Regions from separate parts of the Rattus norvegicus genome. Here region 1 is linked to region 2. Evidence: chromatin contacts called from public Hi-C data. All regions are on one chromosome and are shown on one strand. The core of a region is the stretch at or near the end of the contact, and the rest is flanking DNA. Distances in the headings are between cores, read along the strand shown.

Evidence for each region. Hi-C and Micro-C count contacts between places; a contact is called where the count stands out from the background.
Region 1: a Hi-C map of liver shows a contact between it and region 2, with 4 times the contacts expected there. The contact joins the promoter of Glcci1 here to the promoter of C1galt1 in region 2. A contact is called at or near these places in 2 of 12 Hi-C or Micro-C datasets (frontal cortex and liver).

Annotation. Positions count from the first base shown.
Region 1 is chr4:37,271,365-37,277,669 of GRCr8, forward strand. It overlaps Glcci1 (glucocorticoid induced 1), which reads left to right and starts at 2,907. Exons shown (of 11, transcript NM_001177442.1): 1 at 2,907-2,987. Rpa3 (replication protein A3) reads right to left here and starts at 2,633. Exons shown (of 4, transcript NM_001106584.1): 1 at 2,504-2,633; 2 at 1,355-1,429; 3 at 362-470. The coding sequence starts at 2,602.
Region 2 is chr4:36,895,739-36,902,433 of GRCr8, forward strand. It overlaps C1galt1 (core 1 synthase, glycoprotein-N-acetylgalactosamine 3-beta-galactosyltransferase, 1), which reads left to right and starts at 1,967. Exons shown (of 4, transcript NM_022950.3): 1 at 1,967-2,120. LOC134486726 (tRNA (guanine-N(7)-)-methyltransferase-like) reads right to left here and starts at 2,113. Exons shown (of 3, transcript XM_063286913.1): 1 at 1,305-2,113; 2 at 964-1,082. The coding sequence starts at 2,099. The coding sequence ends at 1,452.

The sequences.
Region 1 (6,305 bases), core at 1,657-4,156, 380 kb after region 2:
AGTCGACTTATTTTCACAATCCATATTTATTTAACTGTGGTACTACCAAAGAATGGGGAGATGATAAACCATTATATTGTCATTTTCTGCTGGGGTCATTACTTCAGTGTTACTAGACTGTTCTAGCCTCCAATTCATATATTAAAATATTAACTTTATCGTAGTTTAAGCCCTTTTTATTCTATAACTAGTGGTATTTACTGTTTTCTTTACATATGTGAGAAATGACTAATTTACAAGGTCTCTTCTCATTTTATAGAATTTGAAACTGTACCAGGGCTGAGATTTAAAACCAAAAACATTAAATAAAAGTTCTCTCCTATTTATACACAACTGCTAAATAGTAAGATGCTTTACTTACCAAAGCGATTACAATCTTCCTTAAACAGGATATAAGATGCACATAGTATGGTTGCCTTGGCTGTCACCTTCCCGACTACTTCTACGATTCCAGAGATTTCTTCATCCAGCTAAACGTTGAACGAAATGCCAATTAGGGATTAACCTTTCAGTTGATAATGACCTCGGAAAGTTGTTCTACTTTTTCCTCGTTTTTCAGATTCATTCATAGTTCACTAATATTTCATTGCAAAAAGACACTTTACATTTAACCAACATAAAAATGGAAATATAGCTTGTCAAAGACGTTGGCACATATAACAGAGAAAGATGGGATGAGGATGGTATCTTTAGTACTGCCTTAAGTTCTGGAGATACAGTTACACATTTAAGTTGAAGGCAAAGTCATTTAAAGACACTGAGGATGTTCAGGTTTCCTATCAACACATATCCATTTAAAAAGTCACGAGAAGAACTATATATAAATTTTACAATGCATGTTCTATATAGAGTAACCAAATGATATATGGATTTGTCTTCATAAAAGATCACAAAGATGTTTTAAGCACATTGAACATGAAATTTTTAAAAATTTAAAAATATGTACAAAGGAATAGGTTTTTCAAAGAACAAATATGTATATATAATATATAAAAACAAATATATATACATACACATATGTATGTATACACACACACACACATATAGCTAAAACCAGGCTTGTGATTATAGAAGAAAGAAGTAGTTTGGAAAAAAGATTTTCATATGTATCTTTTGGATTATTTTTTAAAGGAGTAAAAATTGTTATCCAATCAATACTTAAGGGATACTTTCCGAAATGTTGGTGCCCTAAGAATCACTGAAGGTTAGAAATGGAAATAAGACAAAATATGAGAGCATGAATTTGACTTTTAAAATCATACAAGTGCAGCCTTCACATTTTCATCACCTAAATCAGAAATAACAAGAACCCCCCCCCCAAATTAAATATGAGAGTATATCACTTTAAACATACTGGCTCCATCAATTCAATGGTTCCATTCTTTCCTTCTCCATCTGAAAGAATAAACATTTTTCCAGTGGGATGAATCTAAAAAAGGAAACCAAGACAAAAAGCCGTAGATTTAGAAAACAGAATCTACAGAAATGAGATATTCAAAAGAGTCATTGAAGTTTTATTCCGTTGAACATATAGTGATAGGTTTTTGGACAGTTTATTTGGTTCAAGCTTTAATTTTGTTACTTGATTTGATGACTAGAAGCCCGGTCAATTCTGAATTTCTAGTATACAATGAATATTTTCTTAGTGTTCTGTGTCGCTTCTTTTATTTGTAAATTTGGCCACTGTACACTAAAATTAAAGGGGGCAATCACTACCTAATGGAATTCTGAAAACATTAATTATTTAGTAGATCTCACAGAATACCTTCTCTTAAAATTAAGAAAGACGATCTAAAAGAACTGGTTGCCAGATCTGAAGATGACTTCCCTTGAAATTGAGCTCTGCCACTTGATGTGACTCTTGGGCATTTCAGTTAGCTCAGTCAGCCTACCTGTGAAGTTAGACATTCCTTTCACTTAGGAAATGTGTGAATGAAATGACCTAGCAAATAAGGTCTTATAAATGATTTTCTTTCCCTCGGCGTTCTCAATTTCTGGGACTTTGGGCTTATTTCTTACCTATAGGAAGGACCAGGCTGCAGTCTTAAGACTGAACTAGATACAAGGTATCTATAGTCTATGGGAGGGGCTACCAAGAAATGTTTCCTAGAGAAAAGACTGCAAAGCAGAAAAACCAGGCCCGTAAGTAGAGAGGGTTGCAAAAGACAGGGAAACAAGAAGATTCATCAGCTAAGTCTGGCTAAACCAAAAACTAGGACAACAGAGGAGCCAAGTTTGTAAATACCTTTCTGGTAAATACAGAGAGGGGGCGCGGAGCGCTCGGAACTAAAAGATCTTTCGAAACAGTTTTTGAGAAATAAAAGAAGCGGCACCGAAATGGAGAGGCAATGGCTTAGCCGTGGAAAAGCTCTTCTTGTGAAAACTAAAGCAAGCTGGAAGGCAATGCTGCTTAAAGGTTACCTGCTCCCAACCTCCGCTCCCTACCCCGCAGCCATTCCCTAATGGCTGCGGATCCCGTCGTGTCGCTCGAACCCGCACGCACCTTTTCCAGCTTCCCCACGAAGCACACGGGTCGTTCGATATACTGTGATAACATGCTGGCGTTGACGCGCGCTTTGGGGAGTTCCATTATGTCCACCATGATTCTGCCGCCAAAACTCACAACCCGCAGGAAAGCGGACTATGATTGACACCCAGCAGGCTTCGCCAACCCGGCAGATTTCCCGAACACCAATCAGAGGAAACATGCGCCTCAGATCCACCAATCAAATCCACAGGAGCAGCTAGTTCTCGCGCACGCGGATAGCGGAGCTCAATGCTTCCGGAAGTACTGGTCTACTGCCTAGTGACGCGCGGCGTTCCGGAAGTTGCTGTGGCCGAAACGCAGTGGTCAGTGGAGGCGGGACTTAGAGGGGCGGAGGCCTGGGACCGGGGATCTGAAGCGGCCAAACGTTGACTTGACCCCGGAAGTAGGCTGAAGGACCGGGCGAGCGGCAAGCTACGGGCAGCGGCGGACGGACTCTCAGGTAGTTTTCTTGCGGGAGGCGTCTGGATCTTCCAGCCCCACTCCTCCGGAGGGCTGAACGGTCGGGGTAGGGGGCGGAGTCAGGCTTCTAGTCCCGGAATGCCACGGTACCGGTGGTGACAGTTGCCAGCTTGTGCATGGGTGGAGCGGGTGTGTGTCTAACCTGGAGTTTGGGTTTTTATTTTTAAGCGAGTTCTACCTGAAGGGAATCATCATCAGTCTTTATCCCCTCCCTCAGGAGGTTGTTGCTAGGAGACAGGTCCATTTCTGTAGCACTTCGTGTAATGTACCTGCCTACTTCACCCACAGGCAGCAAGAGGTGCTGCTCCTTTCTTTACCTTGGACCTTTGCTAGCCTTGGCGGTACGGAGGTGTCCATTTCCTTACCTACTGCGGGCGAGCGTGCATTGGGGCTGCGGTAGAGGAGGACCACTGGGCAGGATTCGAGGAGACAGGCATCACACCAGCTGTTGGACCTAAGCTAGTGCTCCTCCACTGGCGTCACATTTTCTCTTTATGCAGATGAGGGGTTGACTGTTTGTAAGGCCCTAGCTAACTCTAATTTTGGGTTGTAATATTATTATCTAGTTCCCCGAAGTACTTTGAGCCGGCTGACTGAAAGATGTATTCCAAGTGTATTCCAAGATTTGAAGAAAATTGTGGGATGTGTTCCTGGTTCATAGAGTGACTGGAAGCTGGTAGCTGTTGCTTTTTAGTGATTTCACCAGCAAGGGATTGGTACTGGGAAATTTCAAAATGAATGCACATAAAAATACCTTCAAAAGAGGTTGCAGAACTTAGAACATAATTTTAATTGAGTCTCATAATTATGTGGAACAGTGTCTGGATTTTTCTAAAGCCACGGGTTTATAAGCCTTCAAATTCAGGGTCCTAATTGGAGTTCCAATGTAGTTCCTGTTGTTGTTGCCTTAAGTAATAAAATGCAAAGATCTGGTTTGAGATTTTTATATGTCAGTTTAAGAGTGAAATCCGATCTACCCTATTTAAATGATTGTTAGCTCTTCCTAGTGTTTATGTAGCATTTAATATGTTCGTCTTAATTCTGTTGTTAATAAAACAAGTTTAAAGAATTTCATTAGTTGTGGACTGCATTTCCTTTGGGTGCTGGAAAGTCGGTATTGAAGCATTCAGGCTACACCACTGCTTTTTCTACCCTGGTGCATAGCACCCTGTAAGTTACCAGTTGAGTTCCAGTTTACATTCTCTGTGTGCTGCAAGCAAATGGTACCCTGTCTTCAGCCATAGGTGCTTACCTTCTACTCATGGTGGACAACTAAGAGCATGGTAGTAAATTGTGTTGTTAGGGTGCCTCTGGGGCACCCTTCTCAATAACTCCTAGGGAGGTATATCACATCTTTCCAGCCCTGAGATTCTTGTTTAGTAACTCATGCCTTTAGGGGAAGCATTCTTCACCCTTGTAGGGTACCTCCATTTAAACTCCTTTTAAACCCAGTTATACATTTCAGTTAGCTTACAAAGTAGTAGTTTCCTTGAGGCCTCTACATACAGCCTTAGTCTTGGTTAGCCCACCTGCTTTACCCCAACCTCCTGTTCCCATCTCCACTTAAGCCTTTTATCCCTAATATTCTCCCCCAACAAACTACTTTTATAGCACACATGTTCTACTATCCCTTCTGATCCTTAAAATTCCTCTATATCCATCTTTGGCCTTTTGTAGCTTCCTGACCTCTAAGGACACCAACAAGTAAGCACACAAGTCTAAAATCTTAAAGCTAGGATCCATATGTGAGAGAACACATCATGTTTGTCTTTCTTGGCCTGAATTACCTCATTAAGTATGAAACTATTTTCCAGTTCCTTTAATTTTCTGGTAAATTTCATAATCTTGTTTTTTCCTGTTCAGCTGAATAAAACTTGATTATGTATATGTAAACATCTTCATTATTTGTTCCTCAGTTGCTGGGCATTCAGGACGATTCCATTTTCTCACTATTGTCAATAAGCAGCAATGACATGGATACTGGAATATCTCTGTAATAGGATATAGAGTACTTTAAATGTAAACCCAGGAATGGTATTGCTAAATCATGTGGTAGTTTTCTTTCAGCTTTCTAAGAGACCTCCTTCTTATTTATTTTTCTGCTGCTATCACAAAACATCCTGACCAAAACCAACTTGTACAGAAAAGGTTTGTTTGGCTTATATATCCTGAGTCATAGTCCACAGAGGGAAGCCACGGCAAAAACTCAAACCATGCTTCTGGAAGTGGGAGCTGATGCAGAAGCCATAGAGGAGTCTTGCTTATTGGCACACTCAACCCCTTCTTACAGAACCCAGGCCCACCAGACCAGGGGTGCCCTACTCACAATGGGCTGGGCCCTCCCACATCAAGTATTTATTAAAAAAATATTCTGTGGGCTTGTTTACAGCCCAATCTTATAGAGGCATTTTTTTCAATTATGATCCTGTCTTCTTAGATGACTCTAGCTTTGTGTCAAATTGACATAAAATTATCGAAGACACTTAATAGTGACTTAGTAATTTATATTCCAATCATCAGTAGATAAATGTTTACCTTTCTTGGCATCCTCTCAAGTGTTTTCTTGATGGCAACCGTTTTGACTGGAGTGAGATGGTATCTCAAGATAGTTCTAATTTCCATTTTCCCTAATAATGTTGAACACCTTTAAAATATTTATTAGCCACTTGTATTAATTCTTTTGGAAATGCTCTATTCAGTTCTACAGCACCCGTTTGATTTGGGTTGCTTTTGTGAATTATTCGTATATTCTAAATACTAATTCTATGTTGGATAATATAACTAGCAAAGATTTCTCCCACTTTGTAGCTGGCTCTTCATTCACTGGACAGTTTCCTTTACTATACAAAACATTTCTTTCCTCCAGAGTCCCATTTGTTGCTTATTAGTCTTATCTCCTTCGTGATAGAAATTCTATTCAGAAGGTCTCTACTATATTGAATTGAACTCCCTACTTTTTTCTTTAGTGCTTTCATAGTATCAGGTATTGTATTGAGGCCCTTGACCTGTTTAGCATTGACTTTTTGTGCTGTGTAGGAAGTACAGATCGAGTTTCATTCTTCCTCATACACAGATTCCCTGCCACCATTTGGTAAAGATGCTAGCTTTTCTCTAGTGTATGTTTTTGACATATTTGCTACAACTCAGATGGCCGTAGTTGCATTTTTCTGCTATTCCATTGATGTATGTGTGTCTTTCTGTGTAAATGCCGTGCTTTTTTCATTACCATGGTTCTGTGATGTAACTTGGAATCAGTTGTGGAGAGACTTCTGGTAGTATTCTTTTTGTTCAGGATTGC
Region 2 (6,695 bases), core at 717-3,216:
CAGAGAAAGGACACTTAGCTACCTGCCTTCTTTTCTGGCCGGGTCCTATCCATTTCTCATTCTTTCCTCAATTTTCTCATCTGAAAAGGAGACCTTTGAACTAAAATCACTAACTTTGTTTCAAGTTTCAAACTTCCTTTGGGGAAAATTTTTTCTTGGATATATTGGTGCTGTCTATGTCCTAGCAAATGGCACTAAAGCTGAAACTAAGTAAACTGAAGGCCAAGTAACAGCAACAGCCAGCGTTTATTATTCCTATCAGACACGCCGTTCTGTAGCTTCCTAAAATTACACAACCAATGGGTGGGTCATCAGGTGATCCTAGCCTACTATGGTTGGAATGTGGCGTTTCTTTCCCAAGACTCTTTGGTCTCTATTATCATGTATTAGGGGGCGAGGCTAAGTAAACCTGTTGATTAGGACTCTCCCCTTACCGAAAGGCTCAATTCGTTCTTGTGACTAATGGATTAATGAATAAATGGGCTATTCAGTGACTGCTATAAAATCGAGTTTGGCTAGGTCTCCAATAAGCTGTTTCCTGCCACGATTTCCAGCTGGTTCAGGACTTGATAAACGAAGATATCATCACACCCAGCTCCTTGTCTAGAATCATAACCAAAATATACCTGCTCTTTATAACTTAGTATCTGTAATATTAGAGGCATAAAGTAGATTCAGATAAAGCTTAAGTTTCTTATTTCAAAACTCTTACTTTGAATAGCTATGCTGTGGTATGCTCAGACCTGCCTAGTTTGAACATTTATGAAGCAGGGCACAGTTTTTCCATCTCAGGGCCTGGCCTTGTAGATGATGGTTAAGGTCTGTAGTCCCTAGATCTTACTTCCACTCTTTGCTGCCTCAACAGGTGGCAAACAACTTCCATGGCCACAAAGATAACTTTCTGGTACACAGGACATTTGCCAAAGCAAGGCAGACGGGTTTGCAAAGCTCTTAAGTACTTGCCCAGAAGTGAAGTGCTATACATGAATTCCTCCAAGAGTCTTTCAGTTACCATTCTCTGAGTTTTCTGTTCTTCTGAGGCACACATCTGGTTACACAGCACTCTTCACTATGCCAAATTTCTTGTTATTAAGGATAGAGAGATGCAGTCAGAGGACAAACGGCAAAAAAAGATGAAGGGGCTAAAATTGGGTTAGAGGTCAGCGTGACGTTAGGGTTTGTTCCACAGACAATTTATAAGGCGGTTCTACTTGTAGTCCCTGCTAATTTCGCTTTCTGCATCCCAGAGAGAATTAAAGAGAACACTCAATCTCACCAGAAGGGGGCTGAACCTAAACACTCACCTCGGGGAAGCCAGGACTTCCCAGCCCCCTTCGCAGGAGGGCGGGGCGAACTCCCGGCGGCCAATCCCTGCATCCGCACGTCGCCCTGTCCCCGCCCACTCCACCTAGATCCCGCCCTTCCCCGGGGCCGCTGCAGCAGCCGCGACGTCAGCTCTCCGAGACCCGTGGGTGGCGGCTGCGCTGTAGGCGGGCCGTGGCCAGGCCGCGCGGCGGGGAGGGGCGGAGCGAGCTGCGGGAGCGAGCGGCGGGAACGCGCGCCGGGCCCGCCTCGGCCGCCGCCGCCGGGGGATGATCTGGGCGGCCGCGGGCGGCCCTGGCTAGCAGCCCCTGCCGGTGCTGCGGCGGGCCAGGGCAGCGAAGGTCGAGGGTTGGGGGTCGTTCTCCTCCCCGCCTCTGGGAGGGGCGAGAGAGAGCCGCGGCTGATGTCAGGTACGGCGGGCGGAGGCGCCCGAGGGCTTCGGGTCCCGGGGCTCGGCTGCCGGTGGCGGGGCGACTGAGGCTACGGAAACGCCGCCCGGCGCGGCCAAACAGGTGTCTCGGGCGGCGGGCGAGCGGCAGCCCTCGCGCTCTCCTCAGCCCGGCGTGTCCGACCGGAGGCGCCCGAGGCGGGCCAGCGCCTAGCGGTCCTGCCCGCCGCCCCGCCCCGGCCTCCGCGCGCCCAGCGGCCGCCAGCTGCCTGCACTCAGGTGCGGGCACCTTCCGGACGCTCCAGTCCCTAGTGCCTGTGGCCGCCGCTGGACCGTCAGCTTTGTCTGGAGCCGGTTGATTATGGTTGAAACTTTCCCTGCCCTTCATTGACTTGAGTGAACTGACCAGGTGTGTTGGGGGTTTGCTACGCGCAGGATTGGAAAAAAAAATTTTTTTTTTCTCTCCGCTTTGGTAACAAAGTGTGATGGGCTTCCTAGATGTTGGCTAGTTAAACAAACTGCTTTGGCTTTAGATATTCTCCTAAATTAACTAATTTAAGAGTGAGGTTCGGGAATCAATTCTTTTGAGCTCCATCTACACACTTCTTACAAGCGGCGAGGGGGCTTAGAATGTTTTAAGATCCCTCACATTCTAGAAGAAAAAAAATTTTTTTCCAATCTAGGTTTTTGCATTCACGGTATTGCCTTTTAGTACATACAGACTGAAAGCGTATTCTGAATTTAAAAGTTACAAAGTTAGAACTTCAGTGCATCAGACTGAGTAATAAGGCAATGGGTAAGGGACAGAAATATGGTAATTTACTGGAGGTTGAGCGTAGACCACAGATACTCTGCCTGGTTGCCAAGAAAAAATGCTGTGTACATTACAAGTTATTTGATTCTGGTGTAAGTTTGGAAGTGGAAATTTGAGTTTTTAGAAGGTATTTAAAACTACAGTTTTCCAGCCCCTTATCAGATAAATGTCATATAAGCCTTATGCACACGATATTGTGTACTGTAAGCATTGTATGTAGCATTTCTGCCAGCCTTAGTATATATTTTTTGTACAGTTTAAATGAATATAAAGTTTCAAGTTACCGAACTCTTTTCACCATATGTTAAGTAAAACAGTCATTTAGGCCGGCAAGTATGACTCACTTAAAATTCAGCATTAGTGGAGAACTATCTATTCCGTGTCTCAGATTTGCTTGAAATTTATGTTTTCCTGTATCTTTTTACTCAGGACTCAGCATTTTACAAATGCTTTGTGGTTACTTCCCACTTAAACACCCCTCCCGCCTTGGGCTCTTAAAAAAACAAATCAGCCTATAATTGTGAATAACTTTAATATTAAGACAATTTTAGAATTTTCTAAGCGGTTTAAAAGTACACATCATGAGTTAAATGTTTGGCTAATAGTATTCAAAAGCGTGTGCATATGTTGGCTTTATACTGCTTACATGGTGATTTCGCTGAAATGAAAATTATATTATCCATGATAATATAAAGTCAAGTCTTTGGTGAAAGTAGTGGTTGGAATTTTTGTGAAAATGTATTTATGAGTCAAATGTAAATAGAAATTGTTACCTTAATGCTCCTGTTTACCTATTCAAAAGTTTTGGCTTTTCAGTACAAGTATTTTAAAAACTTTGTGAGATTTGAGTAAAACAGCTAGTTAAAAATTACAGCAAGGCTAAAAGAAAGATACCCATTTTTAAATACTAAATCTGGTGGGACTAAGGCCTTCTTAAAAGTTAAAATTTTAAATTAACATGCAAAGTAATCAGATCCATGTACAGTTTGTCATTATACTTTATTCTTTATAAAGACAAGACTTGCTCCATAAGACGTGAAGTTAGCGTTTTATCTTTCAATACAATAAGAAACAAATGACAAAATATACTTGCGTTTTTGCACCTAATTGAAATGCCACTCCCCTACTGTCGTTGGGGAGGGTAGGATACTCAGCCACTACTGATAGATCTGTTAGGTGTGAAACAGGAAGCAGCTCTCTATGAACCAGGGAGCCCCATTAGAAAGAAGGTGGGAGACACCCCAAGAAGAAACTTCAAACAAATTATCTTGCACCTGCAATGTGAAGTGAGTAAGGGCCTGAGGAGGCAATATTGAGAGATTCTGAATTTGGAAACCTGATTATTTTGCAGAGAAAGCTGTATGCTAAAGCACATTTTAACTATGGGGTTGAAATCATAGAGCTCTGTGTCGTCGTCGCTTGCATTCTTGTTTGCTGTGTTAGTTTTCTGAGGCTACCAACAAAGGACCATTTGAGGTGTTGGCAAAGCTGTGTTGCAGAGGTTCTAGAATCTACTGTTACTCTAGGCTTCTGTCTCTAAGGTTGTCCTTTGCTTTCTTTTATATCACTCCAGCCTCTGCCCAGGTTATCACAAGGCGTTGTCCCTGGTTGTTAGAAATGGAATTTTTCAAAGTTCTCTTGATTTGGAAGCTTGTGACGTGACAGATCGTATTAGATAGGCTATCTGATCAGATGCTTTGCTTTTAGGTGGTAAATAAGTGAAAAACAGCTAGGATGCTAATGTCAGCTAGAGTTTGTAGGATGTCCAGGGGAGAGCCCTGTAAGGAAAGAGTTGAAAGAGTCGTGGAATGAAATATAGGAATGTCTGAGAGCAGAGTGTTTGCAGCAAAGACCAGCAAAACCCTGGTGAGTGGAAGGAAGAAAGCAGAGTCCAAAGTTAAAACACAGTCGAGGAAACAGTATTAGGCAGTATAGAACAAAGGTCATCTTAAGGTTTTGGCTTTTTAACATGAGATTAGGCAGGTGGTAGAGGCTTTTGAGAAAATGGGTGACAAGGTCTGGTTTCAGTTGATAGGATGACTCTGGCATACTAGCAAAAATAGAAGAAAGAAGGGTGGGAGGAAGAGACGTGTTGGCCGGAAGGCTGTCTCAGTAATTGTAAAACAGCTCAGACCAGGGTGGAGGCAGTGGACACAAGCTAACTACACAAGCTAAGTACACAAGACAAACAGTGAGTGCAAAAACCGTCAGCTTTCCCCTTAGTACCCCCCTTGTCAGTGTTCCTTAAAGATGATAATATAGTCTTGATATAATCTTTCAGAAGTGATATATATGAGAAAATATGTTACAACAGGTTAGAAAAGGGGTGTGCCTTTGCCATTGTGAGTCAACATCAGGTGTCTTCCTCAGTTGCTTTCCATGTGGTTTGAGACAGTCTGGTCTCTCACTGAACCTGGAGGTTAGTTAGCTGGTTGGCAGGCCCCTAGGAGGTGGGAGCCCTTGTGGCACTGTTTCCCTACTAACCTTGCTGTTTTTACATGGGATCTGGGTGATTGAACTCAGGTCCTCACTAAGCCCCTTGCCCCTTCCTGGAGGAGTGGTTCTTGACTAAAGAGCTGATTTATTCCTCTAAGAGGACTTTGATCCTTGTCCGAATAGAATGTTGGTTGCCACCACTAGAAGAAATGCTACTGTTGTCTACTAAATACAAGCTTCTAAATGTCTTAAGAGTGATAGGACAGCCCCCACAAAAGTGCCACTAGCTAGCTCACACTGCTACTTGTACCAAGATTAAGAAAATATGACTTAAAAGCACTTGCAGAGGTGAGAACAGGGAGTGGAGAGAGGAGGGCATTTTAGTCAGATAACAGGAGAAATATGGAGCTGGCTCAACTGGGACGTTTAAGAATCTATTGATAGGATTATTGAATGGGTTAGTGAACAGTGAGGTTGGACTAAGGAGTCATTCAGGAGAGGCCTTATATGTCTTGTTAATTAAGGATGCTTCCGTTCACAAGTGTAGGCTATAGAATTCTGTGAGGATCATGGAGTGGCATGGCTACTTTTTCATGCTAGAGATCATTCTGGTAAAGTAGAAATGGATTGAGGAGTAGTACATCTGGAGGGAGACAAGTTCAGTATCCCCTAGCGTACAGCTGACAGAGTAGACTGGGAAGAGGATGGATTAGAAGTTGGTACATGGGAGTGGGTGAGAGTAGGTATAACATTAGGAATGTCTGTGGGGCTTCTCTGGTAGCACATGTGCTTAGCATGTATAAGGCCCTGGGTTTGAGCCACAACAACCCCAGCATACACGCTAGTTTCTTTTCCTAATTACTGGTTTCAATAATGGGATGAATCTTAGTGACAGAGGAGCACTGCTGGTAACTTAGATAATTACCTGTATTTAAGGTAAGGTATTTAAGGAAGGCATTGACTCACTTTGGGGCCTGTTGCGCTTGAGTTGCCTGTGGTCACGGTGTATTTGAGTCCATGTGATTTTGAATCATAAGGAGTTCTAAGGGTCAAGAGATGAAATGGGAAGGGGGATTCATATGTTTTTATTTTTCTCTCTAGATAAATACCTTCGATTTTTGTAAGAAAAAGTAAAAACTTTTTTGTTTTACATATAGAGAAATTTACATGTGTGCATATATATATTCTTTTTAAAAGTACAATGAGATTGTGCTATGTTGACTTACTTTGTTTTAAAAGTAAGTCCTTTATACAGTTAAAGCGAGTGAGGCAGAGTTGGGGAGAACAAGGTGGTAGTGATGAAAGGGAGAGGAGTAGAGCCCTTTACATTTCAGCACTGCTGCAGGGTGGCATCGAGGGACTAGGAGTGACACGCATCATTTTGTGCTGTTTGATTTTTCTAAGACCAGACTCCTGTGGGCTGGACAGCCTTGGACCTTGTATCTCTGCCTTCCCGAGTGAGTGCTGGGGTTACAGGTGCGACCCACCATGCTGCTTGCCACTCTGAAGGGTGGTAGGAGGGGGGCAGGTTCCATATAATGGTGAGGGAGAGCTTAGGTAAGAGCAAGTAATGAATTCTAATGCTCTTTTGAGTATTTTCCTCCCTCTGTCCTTTGAGGGTTTGTCCCCCTTTCATTTCTCTTTGGTTTGGTTCGTTTTCACGGTCTACTTCTAGGAACAACCTATTAGCAATTAAAAAGGTTAGCCACAGGTGCAAATGTTTTCTTCAGCACA